Regions from separate parts of the Mus musculus genome. Here regions 1 and 2 are each linked to region 3. A link is a contact called in public promoter capture Hi-C and targeted proximity ligation data. All regions are on one chromosome and are shown on one strand. The core of a region is the stretch at or near the end of the contact, and the rest is flanking DNA. Distances in the headings are between cores, read along the strand shown. Region 1 overlaps Tatdn1 (TatD DNase domain containing 1). Region 2 has its middle 18 kb from the start of Gm41329. Region 3 holds the start of Wdyhv1 (WDYHV motif containing 1).

Region 1 (3,005 bases), core at 54-2,553, 770 kb after region 3:
CTAGCATCGGTCTGCTGGGATATATATATACAATTTTATTATAATAGCATCGGTCTGCTGGGATATATACATACAATTTTATTATACTAGCATCGGTCTGCTGGGATATATATATACAGTTTTATTATAATAGCACTGGTCTGCTTTCTAAGCAAAACCAGATTTATATATATATATATATATACACACACACACACATATATACATATATATATATATATATATATATATACATACATACATGTATATGTACATGTGTGTATGTGTGTGTTGTTTCACAGGTCTTTAATGTAGTAGCACCTACAATGTTTTTCTTTCAAGCCAGACTTGAAAATCACAATCTGTCATTATTTCTGGTGACACAAAGCAAGAAGTTATCTGCTCTGCAGCTAGGTGTATCTCTACATCACCTTCCCTGCAGAGTTCTGAAAATCCCACTGCACTTCTCTTTTAGAGGACACCTTTTCTTTTAGAAATGATTAATCAGCTAGAGTGGTGAGAACATTGCTTTTAAACTGCCAGCTGCGGCCTTGAGGGATGACTCAGCAGTTAAGAGTGCTTGCTGCTTTTGCAGAGGAGTTCAGTTCCCAGCACCCACACTGAGCACCTCCAGGCAATTGGACGCCTGCTTCTGGCCTTAGTGTGTGAAAGGGGGGGGTGGGGAGGGCAGAGACAGGGAGACAGAGATGGTGGGGAGAACTTATATACAAGAAACAATAAAAGTAAAAGAAATTTTAAAAAAAGCAATTGTCACACCATTCACATCAGTTAAACAGGCAGAAAGGACTGAGACCGTATTTTCTCCTGCTCTAGGTAATGTGTGTAATCAAAACCAGTAACTAACAGTAGGGCTTATTTAGCAATGAATTCACATCACTGTCCATGGATAACTATGTTATACAGCTGCTAGCAAGATTTGTAACACCAAGCAGAAGAATTCCTTGGAAAATACACATGGGTCAGCAACTGGCAGGGTGACCCACTAGGTAAAGGTGCTAAGCCCTTAACATTTCCAGTGAACAACAACAATGAAAAATCCCTTCACTAATATGAAGGTAATTTAAAGTGTGATCTCTTATAAACTAATTCAGAGAACTATATATAGTACTTTATTTAGCAACTTATTAAAGCCAAATATTTTGGTTGCTTTTGCTGTTCCTGGTATTAACTTTTTGAAATGATAGACTCATCCAAGTAAAGACTTACTTAGAAATAAAGAGGAGTGAGCAGTGGAGTCCAGAATGACAACCCATGCCGTCAGTAATGCCCAGGACGTTAGCTAAAACCCATGCTGTCAGTAATGCCCAGGTCATTAATTAAAGCCTTTCTCAATTCCTAAGTATAGCTGCTAAAGGGAAAATTACAGTCAGTAAACTCCAGAGGAGATGTGCACAGTAGCATGAACATGACAGCAGTACAGAGCACAGCCCTATCACTAGTGGGATGTAGCACCAAGCAGAGCTAAGCGTAAAAAACAGACGGCAACAGTCAGCGAGATGATTGACTGGGTGAAGATGCTAAGCCTGGTCAGTCCCGTGACCAACTCTGCAGTTATTCTGACCTCCACACGAATACCATGGCACATATGTGTACATGTACACACACACACTAAACATATTAAAAACACACATGTATTCCACAACATTCCAAAAAGGAATATATGTCATAAAGTATCCAAGCAAAGAAATGTATTACAGCAAAAATTTAGGGTTAGATTAACGTTCTTCCACTGATACATGGAACTGTGACCTAAATAACAATCTTTACTCCCAAAGGATGGTCACTGAACCTCTCCTGAAATTGTATATGAAATTTTGTGTACGTGAGCATTTTTAAAACACAGATTATCTACTCAAGTTCATGATCCAACTGACTAGAAGTCACTACCATGGCTGTCACAGTGCAGTGAGAGTAGAGAATATATATTGGAAATGTCTCAGGAGGAAGGACTAAAAGGACCACACAAGAAACATTTAAGAGGAAAATATATCACGGAAGATGAGCCATCATTAGAGGGAAGAGAACGACTACCAGCTAGCAAATTAGGAAAGGAAACTTGGTCTGGCAGTGGTGGCACACACCTTTAATCCCAGCAATTGGGAGGCAGAGGTAGGCGGATTTCTGAGTTTGAAGCCAGCCTGGTCTACAGAGTGAGTTCCCAGGACAGCCAGGGCTATACAGAGAAACCCTGACTCAAAACAAACAAACAAACAAACAAACGGGCTGCACAGAGAGAGAAACTCTGTCTCAAAAAAACAAATAAAACAAAAAAAAGGAAAGAAAAGAGAGAGAGAAAGAGAAAGAAAGAAAGAAAGAAAGAAAGGGAGAAAGAAAGGAAAGAAAGAAAGAAAGAAAGAAAGAAAGAAAGAAAGAAAAGAAAAGAAAACCTGAAAGAAACAATGGAATAGTCTAAGACATCGTGAAAATCGATTTGATTAGAGAACAGCAAAGGCCAGCTCTCAGGCTTACTGCACAGTGGGAAAAGACGATTCACATTTGTTTCTCCTAAGTAGAATTCAGTACTCATTCTTGTACTTTAAGCAAAATAAATGTAACTAAAAGTATTACTTGTTTGTACACCATCATGCCCATAAATCTTAGAGCAATTTACACGCCCTTCAACTGAGAAACTTGATAACTTTACTTTTGCTATCTGAATTACCTGAAGCTGACCTAATAGCAAAGACATTTTTGTATAGCCCATATTTAAACAATTATCGTACACTTACCACTCCACCCACATACCGGTCTCTATTTCTTCTCATAATATCTGTGAATTAAAAAGAAAATTCAGGCAAGTGGCCTAATTGACTCATAGTTTTTAAAATGTAATGATACTTCATTTTTAACTCACCTAAAAACTCAGTATGTGAATTGCGACAATGAAGAAACATTGGTAATTGTGTTTGTTCTGACAGTTCAAATTGTTTTTCAAAATATCTGCACAAAGCAAAAAAAATTGCCACACCAAAATTTTTATTTTAGCATGAGACATATATCAAATA
Region 2 (2,874 bases), core at 30-2,529, 640 kb after region 3:
TCAGTCACAAAGGGAGTTCACTCCAGGTCACCCTGGGAGGCATGAAACAAAGTCTTAGAAGAGAAAAGGAAGCTATCTTGGCCCCAGCATGGTGGTACACGGCTATAATTCCAGCATCAGGCAGGAGGAAGCAGGGACAGAAGCAAGTTCAAGGACAGAGTAGGCAAACCCTGTCTCAAAAATGAAATGAAGTTTAAAAAAAAAAAACAAAACAGTCAGTTGATTGCTTCGGTGAAGAAAAAGCAGTTTGTAAAATCCAGTACACATTTATGATTAAAAAACAGACATCCTACCAGATAGGACAGAAATTGTTACTCCGGTAAGAAACATCTATTAAAAAAAAAAAAGGCAATTTTTTTTTTTTAAGAAACTATGAAAATTTCCACTCTTGACGCTCCTGCTCAAAAGCTGAAGGAAGAGGCACTGCCCACGCTGTGTTGATGATCTCCAGCAAAATCCTAAGCCAAGCACAGCATCTCAGCATAGGAGAATCAACCTCTCACAACCAGGCGGACAGGTGACTACCCAAGTCAGAAACAGAAAAGACCACACAGGCAAATGACTACATAAATAAGCAGCTTGAGCAAACAAAACCTATACAGAAGCTGTACATAGAAAACAATTAAATGCTATTTATACGTGACAAGGACAGTAAATATCCAGAAAGAAAAGACCTAGAAGAAACAATGAGCCAGAAGAAACTAGAGAGCTGGTTTTACACACACACAAAAATCTATGAACTGCTGTTGGATTCAAGATGGAGGATGAATTACACACACAGAGAAGAGTTGTTGAAAATGCATCTTCCCAAACTGAGTTGGGAAACAGTGCAATTGAGATGTGCCAGTATGATCTTGTTGGTTTGCTGGGTTTTATGCTGCAACAGGCTGGCTGGTATCTGCAAGTTGGCCTTAAACTGTATACAGAACACAAGGGACCAATTGGGGCACAAGCAGTGTCAAAGAATTATTTGGCAGAATATAACTAGCTAGGGGGAAGAACAGAAAATGAAGGAGTTCAAGTATGTGCTCTATCAGTACTACTTCTTCCATAATGAAGTATCACAGATCACAAATGCATTAACTCATGGCTTGTAGGTCAGAAGTCTTGTGGGCCTGGCTAATCTCTCAGCACTGGGTCTCACAAAGACAAAATCAAAGTGCCAGGGGCTTTGTCACTTTCTGGAGTTTCTAGAGGGGAGCCCATTTCCCTGCTCGTGCAGGAAGCTGGGGATATAAATTCTCTGTTTTCTTACTGACTCAGCCTCTGGAGGTGGTCCAAATTCCTTGGATCATGGCCTCTTTCCTCCATCCTCAAAGATATTAACAGAGCTGGGAGTCACTCCCTTTTTCCTATACTGGGTACTGAATTATCCACATCCTTAATGCCGCATGCAAACCCGTTATACAGCAGCCTCTCAAGTTCCAGGGATTCGGACCCAGCATCTTCAGTGTGTATGCGGAAACATTTGGGGGCATACACCTCGGTGCACCTTTGGTTTTTCTCTTTATCCTATTTTCTGATGATCACCTTCAGACCCCTCCTTCTGTTGGCTCCTCAGTTCTAATCTTTTCTGTGAAGCCTTCTGCTTTTTCCTTTCCATCCTAAACAGGGCCCATTTCCCAGAGTTTCCAAGGGAAAGCCACAGTTTGAGAACCCAAAGCTCTCTTGGGTTCTGTACTCTTGTAGAGAGCTTTTAAAACTACAGAGGCCAAATCGCCCACCAAGTAGAATGTCAGCCTCTAGGCTGAAGGCAGCTACAGAAGCTAGCTAGCTCAGCTCACGGATGCCCACTCATCTTAGGCTTCCCTTTGTCAAATTCTTCAAATAGGTGAGCCCTAGTCTTCAGCCACATTTTCCGCTGGATGGCCAGGATGGATTTTTGCTGGGTAATGATCATTGCAAGAACTACTGACCACTGTATCCCAACTCTTTCTCTGCCTGAATGGAAATGGTTGGCACATGCTACGTGTGTTGGATCAGGTGTTTTCCATGTATAGGTTATCTGATACCAAAGTGTCACTTAAAGACAGGACAGGATGCTGCTGTTCTTGATCAACAGTCACTGCTCAGGAACTTGAGCCTTCTCCCAGATGGGTATCTTCACACTGAGGGGACAGGTGAGGTATGAATATGTGGTAGCCAAAGTGACAGATTGTGAGAGACAGCTGCCTCCTCAGACATCCTTCTCATTTCTTGCTACAGACTTGGTCACTCAGAATGGAGACAACTGTAAGCTTCTAGGTAGAAATTTGAGAGACGTGTCACATAGTGATTTAAGTCACTTTGAGCCATTTACCTTTTTTTAATTCCTTCTTCCTGTGCAGGATGTGGATATAACTGATGGGACTCAACCAACCATTTTAGACCATGCATTGACTTTTAAGTATAAAATTTATACTTGAAACAACAGGACTCTAGGTCTCTAACCATTTTCTGAAGTGTAACCCCTTTACCAGGTCTGAACAACATGCTGTGATAATGTTATTATACAGGACACAAGTTTCTGCCTCGTTTCTGGTATTGTTATCCTGGGATTTCAATATCTGTACCTGGAGCTAATGTAATCAGGATGGTTCAAACCACAGTTCTCAAATTGGAGGTGTGATCTGCAGAGTTTCAGTGTTTGTATTAAAGTAGTTTGTGTGTTCAAAACATTTTTCCTAATACATTAAGGCATTATTCCTTTTTCCACTATGGTATGGTCACTGACAGAGCAAAAGGAATGATGTGCCTGTAGCTGCAGAGGGTGAGCAGGGTGCCTGGAGCCTAGGAATTTGAGATCAACCTGGGAAACACAACTAGATAGGAGTGGAAAATAGGAGAAGGGGAAAGGGAGAGGAAAGAGGGAAGGAGAGAGGGTGAAGTGGAAGT
Region 3 (2,700 bases), core at 178-2,677:
CCTTTCCTCCCCAACTTGCTTTTCCTTGCTTCTCGGTCATGATGTTTGTGCAGGAATAGAAACCCTGATTAAGACAGAAGGCCATTGCTGTCCACACACAACTGCAAGCAGGCTTCCCCAAGTTCTGGTGTCTGTCCAGAGCTGACTCCACTGGAGGGCAGGATGATCACACAACTAGCTCTGGTCCCTTCTAGAAACTGCAGGGATCCTCTTTCCCTTGCAATCTCTTTCCATCCTTCTACTGAGAAAGCTTAACTTCACACTCACTTTGTACTAACCAAGAGAGGCTTCATGACTGCCACTCCCTGCCTCCCAGCCTCTGTTGAAGGGAGTATTCAAGCTGAAACAATAAATTGGTAACAGACACAAACACATGTTTAGTTTGTAGGATTTATGGGTTTTGGACAGCAGCTGAAGTTCACCAGAATACCACCAGCACAGCACTTTATGGGGTTGGGGTCTCAGAAGGCTGAGAGTCTGTGGGTGGCCTATAATCTAATCTTAAGAAGTCCAGCGTTTGCAGGGAGGTTCTCTGAGCACTTAAGGCACACACAGGAGACTGGGATGTCTATAGAGACAGTTCTCTATGTCTTTAATTCACTATGCATAAACACTGTTTTAGCAATTTGGTGTCTTCTCTTTTGAAAATAAATATGATTAACACAAAATGCTATCCAGACTCTTTAAATCTTTTTTTTTTTAAAAGAAAAATTCTTTTGTAGTCTAGGATCACCTTGCATTAGAAGCAATCCTCCTGCTTCAGTCTCCTGCATGCAAGGACTTTAGGTGTCTGTCACCACACCTGGTTAAAACTTTTTTTCTTTAAAATACACACACACACACGGAGAGGGAGAGAGATCCAGATGAGAAGAAATTAAATTACAATATGGTGAGATCTGGGTGCACTGCACTAACACCCCCCCCCCCCCCCCCCGTTCGCCTTTCTTTCTCAGTTCCTGCTCTAAAGGTTCAGCTTTCGTGCGTGCCCAAGCATCTCTTAGTTTAGAGTTTCTTCTGGTTTCACACAGCGGGCAACCTTAGCTGGAGTTTTAAGTGTATCCGGAAGCTCATATCTAAACACTGGCAACAACACAAGCAATCCCTCCATGGGAGGGCGACTAGGTCTACGCAGCGTAGCTCAAGAACAGGTTCGGTTTGGGGTCCGGGTGGTGGGGGGGGCGGGGCGAGAGGGAAGCCTCTAAGTGCATCCCGCTCTGCCACAGGCTCCACCCACCACGCAAAACCTGGCAAGAACTACACAGTTCAAGTCATCCTAAGATTCGCATTCCCAGCCCCCTCTCCACCAGCCTCGCCCCACCCCCACCCCCCTCAGATCCCACTCATTCTCTCAGGCCCCGCCCACCCGGAACCACGCAGGCTTCGTCATCCCGGGCTCCGCCCTCACGCTGCACGGGGCCCCGCCCACCCGGCTCTCGGCTCTCCCACCCGGAAACTGTCCTGGCCGCCTACTCTGTTGTCCTCTCCTCCTGGGAGACTGGCGACAATTGCGGCCAGCGGGTTGTTTAGTTGACCTGTGAGCCACAGCTTCGGGTCATGGAGGGGGACGGCCCCGCCGCCACGGCCCCGCAGTACCAGCCGGTCTGTCCTACGCGGGACGCATGTGTCTACAACAGCTGCTATTGGTGAGAGAGCGCGGGCGCGGACCCCGGGAATCTGCGCGGTTTCGCGCGCCGCCACCAATGCGCCCCTCTCCTGGATGCTCCCCTGAGTGCTGCTGCTGGCCTACACTGCCCGGGTTTAGCGCCGGGATGAGGAGGGTGGGGAACGCATTTCTGGTCTCCTTAGCTGAGCCTGAGCAGTGGGGTGAAGTCGGGGCGTCTTAGTGCATAGGGACAAGGGAGGGAGGGGAGTTAGGCTGGAGACCCAATGGTAACTGTTGAAGTCTGCATTGATTCAGGTTGAAGTATACGTCTTTATAATTTTAAAGACAATGGAGACACAGAATTTGTGGTAGTAGGAAATCCAGTTCAGGCAACTGGCTACCCTGATTACCTTACTGGCATTACCTTACTGGCCATATGATAATGGTTGCATTTGCACCATCCTTGCCATATGCTAGGCATTGTTTTGCGTGCATGGTGTAAATTAACTCAGTTGAACCTCACAGTAATCCCAAGAGGTAGGTACTGGTGTGATTGCAGCTTGGAAGAACTCTGAGGTACTGAAGGGTGTGCTGCTGTTTTACACAAGGCCCCGGGATTGTGAGGTTAGTGTCCTAGGCTGCTTGTGCAAACACCGTTCACCTTGCCTTTTTTGTCCCTAGGCCTCATCTTCCTTTTGTGTAGGGACTGCTATCCCAACTCAGGAGAAACCTCAGGATCATTTAAATAGACTCCTCTCAACTCTAGCTGGTCACTCAAACAAGGACTCTAAGAACTTAGCATTCAGCTGTGACTGACCAGTGACCACTTTAGCTCAAGTCCAAGTGCTTGCCCTGGTTCTCAATCTTCCAGGGCTGTGACCCTTTAATACAGATCTTCTTGTTGTGGTGACCCACAGCTGTAAAAACTTCGTTGCTATTTCACAACTAATTTTGCTACTGTTAAGAATCGTAGTGTAAATATCTGATATTCAACGCCATGACCCACAGATTGAGAACAGGGGGTGGTAGAGCGATGTCTTGGAGACAGGTTCTGTGGTAATTATTGACACTACAAAGGCTGAACTATAGAATGGTTG

Evidence for each region. Promoter capture Hi-C pulls out the DNA fragments that hold promoters and counts their contacts.
Region 1: a promoter capture Hi-C map of hippocampal neurons shows a contact between it and region 3, with 4 times the contacts expected there. A contact is called at or near these places in 10 of 39 promoter capture datasets (the 3T3-L1 cell line, the C10 cell line, the HPC-7 cell line and 7 more), 3 of 484 Hi-C or Micro-C datasets (the Ba/F3 cell line, the G1E-ER4 cell line and LSK cells), 5 of 130 datasets of targeted methods (the 230-238 cell line, craniofacial prominence, effector CD8 T cells and 2 more) and 3 of 9 other capture datasets (adipose tissue, liver and macrophages).
Region 2: a targeted proximity ligation map of pancreatic cancer cells shows a contact between it and region 3. A contact is called at or near these places in 6 of 39 promoter capture datasets (the 3T3-L1 cell line, 3T3-L1-derived adipocytes, hippocampal neurons and 1 more) and 3 of 130 datasets of targeted methods (embryonic stem cells, large pre-B cells and pancreatic cancer cells).

What each region holds. Positions count from the first base shown.
Region 1 is chr15:58,913,423-58,916,427 of GRCm38.p6, forward strand. It overlaps Tatdn1 (TatD DNase domain containing 1), which reads right to left. Exons shown (of 12, transcript NM_001368428.1): 7 at 2,855-2,940; 8 at 2,730-2,770. Among named protein-coding and RNA genes, the nearest start is that of Gm36559, 18 kb to the right of the region's middle.
Region 2 is chr15:58,776,277-58,779,150 of GRCm38.p6, forward strand. No RefSeq gene overlaps it. Among named protein-coding and RNA genes, the nearest start is that of Gm41329, 18 kb to the left of the region's middle.
Region 3 is chr15:58,139,939-58,142,638 of GRCm38.p6, forward strand. It overlaps Wdyhv1 (WDYHV motif containing 1), which reads left to right and starts at 1,428. Exons shown (of 6, transcript NM_029734.2): 1 at 1,428-1,643. The coding sequence starts at 1,555.